3 separate regions of the Sus scrofa genome follow, and regions 2 and 3 are each linked to region 1. The links are chromatin contacts, called in public Hi-C maps. All regions are on one chromosome and are shown on one strand. The core of a region is the stretch at or near the end of the contact, and the rest is flanking DNA. Distances in the headings are between cores, read along the strand shown. Region 1 holds the start of RFX5 (DNA-binding protein RFX5). Region 2 has its middle 13 kb from the start of POGZ. Region 3 holds the start of PIP5K1A (phosphatidylinositol-4-phosphate 5-kinase type 1 alpha).

Evidence for each region. A called contact is a pair of places that touch in the nucleus more often than the background predicts.
Region 2: a Hi-C map of liver shows a contact between it and region 1, with 11 times the contacts expected there. A contact is called at or near these places in 2 of 5 promoter capture datasets (fetal liver and liver) and 3 of 47 Hi-C or Micro-C datasets (epiblast stem cells, liver and skeletal muscle).
Region 3: a Hi-C map of skeletal muscle shows a contact between it and region 1, with 2.9 times the contacts expected there. A contact is called at or near these places in 3 of 47 Hi-C or Micro-C datasets (heart right ventricle, liver and skeletal muscle) and 1 of 2 datasets of targeted methods (alveolar macrophages).

Annotation. Positions count from the first base shown.
Region 1 is chr4:97,900,194-97,903,764 of Sscrofa11.1, forward strand. It overlaps RFX5 (DNA-binding protein RFX5), which reads left to right and starts at 2,277. Exons shown (of 10, transcript XM_005663455.2): 1 at 2,277-2,371; 2 at 3,187-3,315; 3 at 3,565-3,571. The coding sequence starts at 3,200.
Region 2 is chr4:97,761,554-97,764,781 of Sscrofa11.1, forward strand. No RefSeq gene overlaps it. Among named protein-coding and RNA genes, the nearest start is that of POGZ, 13 kb to the right of the region's middle.
Region 3 is chr4:98,054,801-98,058,148 of Sscrofa11.1, forward strand. PIP5K1A (phosphatidylinositol-4-phosphate 5-kinase type 1 alpha) reads right to left here and starts at 1,680. Exons shown (of 15, transcript NM_001244451.1): 1 at 1,459-1,680. The coding sequence starts at 1,540.

The DNA.
Region 1 (3,571 bases), core at 1,027-3,526:
AATAATTAGTTGTCTGTTTTTCCCATCTCTCTCCTCTCCTGCCTGCCCACTCAACCTCGCCTTTTTGCAGTGCTGTCAAAATAATCTCCCTCCCTATACTACTTTTTCTCCCTTTGCTAAAAGCTTCCAGTTATTCTCTGCCACCCGCAAATTCCTAAGACAGCCTAATTACCCCAAATTCTTTCTCCAAAGGGCTATGTATCCCTTTCATATCAAATAGTGGGGTATCTTTCCATCAGTCTCTACCCATATTTGTATATGAGCATCTTCAAATCTGTATATAGGCAGTCTAGGGCAGCGTTTGAGAGAATGGGCTCTGAAGGCAGACTGCCTGGCTTTGGATCCTGATTCCAGCACTTAGTATAATGTAACTCTGGACAAGTAAATCCCTTCACTTCTCCAAATCTGTTTCCTTGTCTATCAAATGGAGGCAATACTAGTTCTTGCTGCAAAATGAGGTCTTTTTTTTTTTTTTTTTTTTTGTCTTTTTGCCATTTTCTTGGGCCTCTCCTGCAGCATATGGAGGTTCCCAGGCTAGGGGTCCAATCGGAGCTGTAGCTGCCGGCCTACGCCAGAGCCATAGCAATGCGGGATCCAGCCGCGTCTGCAACCTACACCACAGCTCACGGCAACACCGGATCCTTAACCCACTGAGCAAGGCTAGGGATTGAACCTGCAACCTCATGGTTCCTAGTCAGATTTGTTAACCACTGAGCCACGACGGGAACTCCAAAATGAGGTCTTTATATTTTTAATTTTTATTTTTTTGCTTTTTAGGACTGCCCCTGAGACATATGGAAGTTCCCATGGCTAGGGGGTGAATTGGAGCTACAGCTACTAGCCTACCCCACAGCTTACTGCCATGCCAGATCCTTAACCCACTGAGTGAGGCCAGGGATCAAACCCACATCCTCATAGATACTATTCTGATTCCTTTCTGCTGTGCCACAATGGGAGCTCCCCAAATGAGGTCTTTAATATTTGGTATGGTGTCTGGCACACAGTATCCACCAAATACATTTTAGCTGTTACTAGAAAACCTTCTTTCCAGTATATCCTCATTCCCGCAACTCTGCAATCATTCCCCCAACTCTGCAATCAATCCCCTGGGTTCCCTCCAGGAAGCTGGTAGTAGGGAAATGGAGGCTCCAATGGGCCATGGTAATGAGATCAGGCAACATTGCCAGCCTCTTTACAAAAGCACAGTGATGATGAGACTGGAGAATGTATAAGTCAGGATCACAAATATGGCTTTGTGTGTAACATAGCTGCTGTGCAAAAAAAAAAAAAAAAAAAAAAAAAAAATACTGTCCATTCACAGCGTGGCTAACCTGGAGTCCCCGTGACTTCTGACCTTAGATGCACCACTCGGTCTGTACCTGCATTTTTCATGCCAGAGAGTCCCTTGAATTTATTTGACTCTTGGCCTTAAAAAGCCTTAACTAAGAGGGTTAAGAACTCATGACCTTTCAGTAACAATGTTCTCTGAAGAGAAAAAGGTCAGTTCCTGTGGGCATCCAGCACCCTCTGGGGGAGTCAGTCAAAATTCCAGTGTTCACTGAGTGCAGAACTGTGGGGATGCAAAGGCATTAACAACTCTTTGGAAGAAAATAAAGTACACACGGGAAACTTATGAACACTAAAGGCACTTTAGTTTAATGTGGTACAGCTGCTGAGGTTTGGAGGCCTCCATCAATGAGTAATGTGAGCCTGTGTTTGCAGGTTTGTTGTGTCTATTTGGTTGTGTTGGGTGGTGGGGGCAATGGTTCAACTTGTTTTTCATCAGAAGTGGGTAATGTGAGCTCATATCGAACTTCCATCACTACTTCCTATAATTTTCTAGTGATTTTATCATCCATTGAGTCTTTTCTTCCAGTAGCTGCGATCACCGAAAGCAAAACTGAAAGACGGCACGAGAAAAGAAAGCTCCAAAAGAAGCCGAGCGCCCAGTCTTTCGTCCTGCGGTCCCTTTAAGAGAAGAACCTCTTGGGACCGGCAGTCCCAACCGACCCCAGTTTTAACCGAAACCTAACCCGGACTTCCCCCTCTTGACTCAAATAAGACCAACTTTGGATTTTCCCTCCCCTATTGACCAATCGGATTCTGTTACCAGGCAGACTTTAGCTGCCGCCGGTACGAGACCGGCGCCTACTGTCTCCGGGTGGCAGCAACGACCAATGATAGAGCGGGCAGTACGAGTATCTAGGCAGATCGGGGCTGTTCCAGCCATTCAGAAAAAAGAAAATAAAGCAACGCACGAGCCCGCTGGGCCAGGACCGTGGGGCTGGGCTGAAGTGAAGGTGGCTACGAGGTAGTTTCTCTTTCTCCCTTACCTTTAATGTTGCTTGTGTTGGAAGGCGACTGTTGAAAGGTAGGGAGGGGGCAATATGAGTTGGGAGGAGCGCAGAAAAATATTTTGGCTGTATTTTCAACGGCTTCTTCACCCATGTGCACGTGCCCCGAGTCTGGGACCCCATTCTCCCTACCGGGTTCATACGCCCAGCCCAGGAGTTCCGCAGCCCTGAACTCCCCCTCCCCCCCACTTTGCTGCAACGAGGGATTGAATAGAGGGGGAAGGGAGGGAAGTGGGGGCGCGCATCAGGATGGGATGTTGAGGGAGGTGACGTAGGGGCCTGCGACGTGGGGAGGGGGAGCTGCGGGGGAAGCCGTGGCGAGATTAAATAATGAGAACTTGGGCCCAGTTTTTTCCAAGCCTGGAAGGCAGAATATGTTCGTATCCTTTCTAACCTCCCAGGCCGATTCAGTGATGCGGACTATATTAGAGAATTAAAGAACTTTGTCTTGTGGTGGTTGTTTTTGAGGGGAAGGAAGGATGGCAGTAGCGGGGTCAGAAGCAGAAAGGAAAATTTCTAACGTGATTCCCAAACCCCCATCTCTTCCTTTACGGTTTTCCACTTTTAGCAGACTGCAGAAAGGTGGGGCAGATAGAATGGAGATGGCAAAGATCTCTTGGGGTATAGATGGGCCTGGAGAAGTACTGGAAGAATTTATAACGTTTGGAAAAGATAAGTGGTGGGGAAGAAAAAAAGACCACTGGAGCAATTCTGAGGCTTTTTTTTTTTCTGCTTGTCTCTCTTTCTGGGTAGAGAGGAGAGGAGTGGTCCTGGGGCCTCCATGAGGGGAAAGGAAGTTAAATCTTCATGTCCTGTCTTCTCTCACCTCTAGCCCTCATGCCAGGATGGCAGAAGATGAACCTGATGCTAAAAGCCCAAAGACAGGGGGAAGGGCCCCCTCAGGTAGTGCCGAGGCAGGGGAACCCACCACCCTTCTTCAGAGGCTCCGAGGTACCATTTCGTAAGTACTCATCACCATCTCCAAACCTCATTCCAGACCTGGGTATCCACCCCTGTAAGCACTTACTGTCTCTCTCGACAATCTGCCATTCCCCAAGCAAGTGTATCCCATCAGGGGAGCGTCTTCATCATCATAGCAGTTCTTGAGCACCTGCTGGTTTTTTCAGCCCTCTTCCTCTCCCTGGCAGAAAGACCCAGGGATGGGGAAAATTTTTGTGTATGACCTCCAGCTTTCTCTTCTTCTCCACAGCAAGGCC
Region 2 (3,228 bases), core at 403-2,902, 140 kb before region 1:
AGCTGGGGCCCACTAATTGCTTTTGACATGAATAACTTGAATAAAGTGCAGAAACTTTTTTTCTCCCTGATTTGTGTCAAGTGAGCTTAGCTTTTCCATATTTAAGCAAACTTTTCAAGTTCCATACTGACAAGAGGTTAGGGCCTAATAGTGAAGTAGGCACACTTGTTTTCCCCCTGAAAACTTTAAGTGGCCCACATTCCAAGGTCAAGAGAACCTGTATCTGATAAAAGGACTGTAGTATAGACACCTCCACACTAAGCTTCATTGATGAAGTCATTGGGCTAAAGGGTCCCATCCTGGTATATTCCCTGTATGTATAGTGAGGAACAAAGTATGTTCATTCAATCAACCACCATTTATTGTCTGCAATGGGCAAAGCACTTCTAGGATATCAAGATAAATAATACTAATAGCTATCATTTAATGAGTCCCTATTATATCCTAGATCCTTTATTTTTTTATTTTTTGTCTTTTTGCCATCTCTTGGGCTGCTCTCGTGGCATATGGAGATTCCCAGGCTAGGGGTCGTACTGGAGCTGTGGCCACCGGCCTATGCCAGAGCCACAGCAACAAGGGATCCGAGGCACGTCTGCAACCTACACCACAGATCACAGCAACGCCAGATCCTTAACCCACTGAGCAAGGCCAGGGATCGAACCCGCAACCTCATGGTTCCTAGTTGGATTTGTTAACCACTGAGCCACGACGGGAACTCCAATATCCTAGATCCTTTAAAATACACAACACTGCAAGAAGATTTACTCCATTTCGCCGAAGAATAAAATAGGGTCTCTACATTTGAGGAGTTTATTTTACACGATGATTTCTGGTATATAACTTGGTATAGACTATTTGTATACATAATTGCTGTTTCTGATTAAATAAACAGGTATGGCAGATTGTTTAATCTGCAATACTCAGCAATATTCTGCACTAAGCACTCCTCACAATTTCAGACAGTACCAACCAGGAAAGAGAAAGACAGGCTGTTTTCTATCCACACTAAGAACAGCATGGTAAAAGATAAAGTCCACATAGCAATAAAGCAAAATTTCCTAAATATGAATGAGAAAGTAGGTAAATTACCTTAAGGTTTTTAAAAAAATAATCCAAATTAAACCTGGGTTCAGCCAGGTTTAATCGTAACAACTTTTAGAAGGGACATTTATTAGAATGAAGTAAAATAAAACCTCAAAGTCATAACCCATGGAAATGTTCCTTACTTACCAGGGTGATGTTTTGAGGAGTCAGCCTCCATTGACAAAATTACCATTACACCAAAATCTTAATGCTAAGCATCTGTGAGGGCAAGAGCACAGAGCCTTGGAGCCTGAGCTTGGAGGCCTTTCAAAATGTAATTTACATCTAAATTAACTCGAGAGAGAAAAAGAAAGTAAGAAAAACTCTATTTTTTAAAAATCGCATTTTAATTTTTCCTCCAGGTCACCTCTTCTTCTGCATTTTGAATATGGCTCCCTTCTCGCAGCCTGAGGCCAAGAGATCATCATGACAAAAAGAAGTGATGAATAAAAAAAGATGGTTGACAACACAAGCCGATTCTAGGATTCCGGAGACCGACACCCCCCATCCTTAACACCCCGTCCGCCAGCGCCCCCTCCCGGGAGGCTTGTGCACAGCAGAGGAGCACTGGCCGACGCTGCCCTTTGCACGACTTCAGGGTTTTCTTCTCCCTGGGCCCCGCCTCGCGTCCCTCCGCCCCGCCCCGCCGCTGGCGCCTCCGCACTCGCTGGCAGCCCAGCCCCCGGCGTTCGCCGTTCCCGAGGCGCGGGCGGGTGCTGCCCACCCTCCCGCACGTCTGAAGCCCTCTTTTCCCCTGAAAAGTTTCTAGACGGTAGGGACTATTTTCTTCTAATGTAACCTTCCACCAAACTGGAGGGAAAAGTTACCCGACGCTGCAGAAGCGGCAGGTCGCTGAGGGGAGTCTGGCTTTTTAAGGCGAGCTCTGTCTTCCATGAAAATGAAATATTTGGCCTACAAACCAAGAGTGTTGCTTGTTGGGTTAATTGTAAAAGGTGCACGATGATGCTGAATATTTAAGATGGAGATTTTTTTTTAATTAATATAGATCCCACCAGACCAAATGGTTCTTGTCTTCAGACCTTGCAGTTCGTTCTGTGGATTGTCATTTTATTTGCCTCCTTCCTTCCCCTGGCTCCCAAATCCTTATGTTCAGCTATAGGAAAAACAAGTTCCCCTGGGAATGACTTCTTAAATCCTAGAGACAAAAGTCAAACCGAGAAACTGCTCCTCAGGGCAGTTGGCTGAATTCTATACATATTCTGAATGGGTAAAACTAACTGATTTTGCCCCTCACAATTTGAAAAATATAGGCCCCATGAGTTTCCTAACTAGTAAACCTAAAAAGGAAAAAAAAAAAAAAAAAAAAAGGCAATTCTGCCAGGCTCCTCTATTACCCTGGGACCCCAGGGGCATGGACATATTCCATATGTGTCTGGAAGCACTGACTGCAGTGCCGTCCTGGGAGCTTGGGGTGCTGGAAGTTAAGTACTCCTGTGGACCTATTTTACTTTATTTTTTTCTTTTTTTTTCTTTTCTTTTCTTTTTTTTTTTTTTTTAGGGCTGAACACACCTACGGCATATGGAGGTTCCCAGGCTAGAGGTCGAATCCGAGCTAGAGCTGCCCGCCTACACCGCAGTCACAGCAATGTCAGATCTGAGCCATGTCTGCAAACTACACCACAGCTCACGGCAATGCTGGATCCTCAACCCACTGAGTGAGGCCAGGGATTGAACCTGTAACCTCACGGTTACTAGTCGGGTTCATTAACCACCGAGACACAACAGGAACTCCAATTTATGTTTACTTTAAAATAAATATTTATTTTCTCTTTTCCTTTATTGCCTATTAAAATTTTTTTATTGTTCTATAAAGGTATTATGAAAGCCTGAAGTGCTTGAATTTGACTTTGTCCCTTCTCAGTAGAGGCAACGCTCTTTTGTGCTAATCAAGACTGTGATCTGTGGCTGAATTTTATAGCTCTGCCCCCATTACACACACTCACTTCATTTTTGCCATTTTCATTAGTTCAACATTTGGATCAGAAGGCCCACATAGGCATGTGGGTGAGGGTGCTGATGGTCGGGGAACACCTCTCATCCTCAACAGGTGGCCACTGGCCAGTAATAAAAACAACAATCACTGCAGTGACTCCGGTTGCTGCTGTGGCACAGGTTCAGTCCCTG
Region 3 (3,348 bases), core at 430-2,929, 150 kb after region 1:
CCAAAAAACCAAAAACTGTCATTTTTAACTTTATCCTTCTCCACAGAATGCAACATGAGTTGTTCCCGCCCTCTAATCCTTTACAGGAAAGGCAAAAATTACCTCCCAAGAAACTAAAAATAGATGTACATAAATAAAACTGCAGTTTATGAAAAAGATATTTGTGACCAAGTATTCGCTCATCTGAGCTGGACTATGAAAGATGGAACCCTCTATTTAATCAATTTGAAATGGGAAGGATACAATTCCAGGCCTAAGGAACTGTCAATGTCTAAAGAAAAACATCCATCAACTGGCAGCCTCTCCTGTTCAGTGTGGAGGCAACAGTCACTATGGAAGGCCAGACATTTCTGATGGAAGCTCTAGAACAGTTTCTGATTCAAACTACCCCCACAACACACACACACATCCCAACACCACACATTTTCCCTCCTACACACAATCTGTTGCTTTTCTAGTGGGTTCTTCTGCCCTCCTTCAATCTTCAACAGTTTCTAACTACTTTGAGCTATATGCCCTTAGCTCCCTTCTCCAATTGCCAATTTCCTGCCTAAGCATTCTTCCAATCCATTTCCTATTATGCAATATTCTCCAACAACACTTAAGAGCCACCCCCAACCCCATCCTTCTCAGGCCTAATTGCCAACATCACCTCCCTCAACATCTACCATAACTCAAGACTTCGGCATTCTGCCTTCTCCATCTGTTTTCAAGGTCTTTTAGCCCTAATTTTCCACATTCCTCAGGCTCTTTTCAAAACTTCCCATTCCTTCCCAAGTTGGGCAGTCTAGAGATGTAAGTCTTCAAAGGAGGATGTTTGATAAAATGTGTACGTGTGTCTGCGAGATGGCGCGTGTTTGTATGTGTGGCGGGGGGCCGGGCAGGGCACGCAGTGAGAAGTAATGACGCATTAGGGGGGGTCTGTGAAAAAGACGGCTTCAATACTCCCACCCGCAACAAAACCCACAGTATTCCGTAACTCCCCAGCAATCGGAAAGCGTCCCACAACTCACCATACCTTTTAAGTCCCATGGTTTCTCTGCCACATTTTAATCCAATTAACACCACAATCAATTTGGATTCTACCAACCTCTCACACTACGTAATTCCTCGTTACTTGTGAAGCCTCCATTTACTTTTTTCTACTCCCTTCGGTTCCTTCCTACTCCCACCGTCAATCTCCATCCCTTCCTGACCCTACTCCTTACAAGTCTTCAACTCGGTCTCCTCGAAGACAACCAACATCTTTGACAGCTTCTTTTTTCTCAATTAAATCCACCCTTTCCTTAGATTCCCCCAGTCCGCTCAGAAAACCCTGCTGTATGAAAGCCTAGCCCTCTGTCCTCCTTACCGGCAACGCCTCGGACACCCCCAGCTAAAGGTGCCGTTCCAGGGTCTCGCTCTTCCTCCTACTGCACAGCCATCATCAACCCTCAGCCCACGCCCCACCGTGATTACCTGAGGACGAGGTGCAGGGAGGGACCCCGGAATCCACGGGTGAAGACCCGACCGCCGACGACCCAGACGAGGCAGACGCCATCTTGGCAGCCCCCGCCCCCTCAGCGGCCTCCCTCCCTTTCAATCGGGATCTTCCTTTTCTCGGAGTCGAATCTTCCCCACGTCTCTTCACAGAACCCGCGTTCCGCGGGCCACCTCCCCGCCCCCTCTGGGGCCTCTCTCAGACACGTCGGGCCGGCTCCCGGACCAACTCAGGGCCACACCATTCGGTTGGCATGGGGGAGAACTCCCGTCTCGAAGCCTCTCCGCAGATTTAACCGCTTTCCGCCGGAGCTACTTTCCCCTTTCACAATAGATTAATCTCAAACCCGCTACCGGAACCCCACATCTGGACCAAACCACACCTAAAATAACAAGGAGGGGGTGTCTGTGAGAAGTCCCGGCAGAGCGAACGCCCCCTCCCCCCTCCTCCTTGGCCACGGCCTGTTTATCGCCCAACCCCAAGGCTCGACTCCGGGTGGCCCGTGAAATCCGGGCACTGCGCACGCGCCCAACCTTTGGTGCCCAGCCCAGCCTGGGAAGCCAAACCAATCAGGAGGCTGCTACAGATCACATGAGGCGGGTGGGGCGCGCCCTAACGAATCCAAGGGTCGAAGACAGCGCGTCCCTTTCAGCAGACCTTCCCTACGGTGCCTCGGTGAGGCCACCTAGGCGCGCCTCTTTGAAGGGACTGGGTGGCGAGGTCTGAGCTCTGCAAGAGTCCGCGGGGCAGGCCCTCTCCGTTTCACAGACCAGGAAAAACTCCCGATAGAAGCGCTGCTGTCCAGAGACATTCAACATTCTAATGATAATATCATAAAACATCACATGCCACCAAGTATTCTTCCGGCTTTACTGCTTTATTATTTAAAGTGCATGTCTGTCTTGCCTTCCTCTCAATGATGTTCACAACGTACACTTTGCCTCAAGCCTAATACTGAGCACGATGATGGAATTCAGTAAATATTTGAAAAGTGAACAACTGAAGACCTGTCAAAAAGGGTCACAAAAGGCGATCGGAAACATCACGGTCTTCCTGCGATCCAAGCCTTAACCTCTCTTAGTTACCGATGTTCGAAAGAGCATAGAGGCGCACAGAGAAATTCCCCACTCTATTCTAATCTTTGTACTAACCTGAAAAGTTTAATAAAAAAAAAAATATATATATATATATACCCTGGAAATTATGAACTCTTGTGGCGATCTGAAGACCTGACTCTGAATAAATAGGCTGTAAGCTGGTAGAGAGCAACAACTATTTCACTCTATCTCCAGCTCCTCCCATGATGTAATTCTGTACATAGTAAGAACTCAATAGTTATTTGTGGAATGAATAAATGAAGAGGATTAGGGAGGGGGGAATCCTATGTATTGTAACACCCAAGATGACCTAGTTGTCTTCTATCCACATGTCTTCTGGGTCATTGAAAGGGAAACTAAGGAGTTCCCATTGTGGCCCAACGGAAACGAATCTGACTAGTAGCCATGAGGACACAGGTTCAATTCCTGGCCTCGCTCAGTGGGTTAAGGATCTGGCGTTGCCATGAGCTATGGTGTAGGTCGCAGACATGGCTGGGATCTGGCTTGGCTATGGCTGTGGTGTAGGCTAGCAACTACAGCTCCGATTCGACCCCTAGCCTGGGAACCTCCATATGCCCCAGGCGTGGCCCTAAAAAGACAAAAAAAAAAAGGAAACTAGGACCAAAAGCCCAGAAAATAACCCATGCATTTACCTCTGCCTTCTCCCTCCCTCGATCAAGATCTTGGAGTTCCCATTGTAGCAGAGCGGAAACAAATTCGACCAGTGTCCATGAGGATATAGGTTCCATCCCTGGCCTCAAGGTGAAGTGA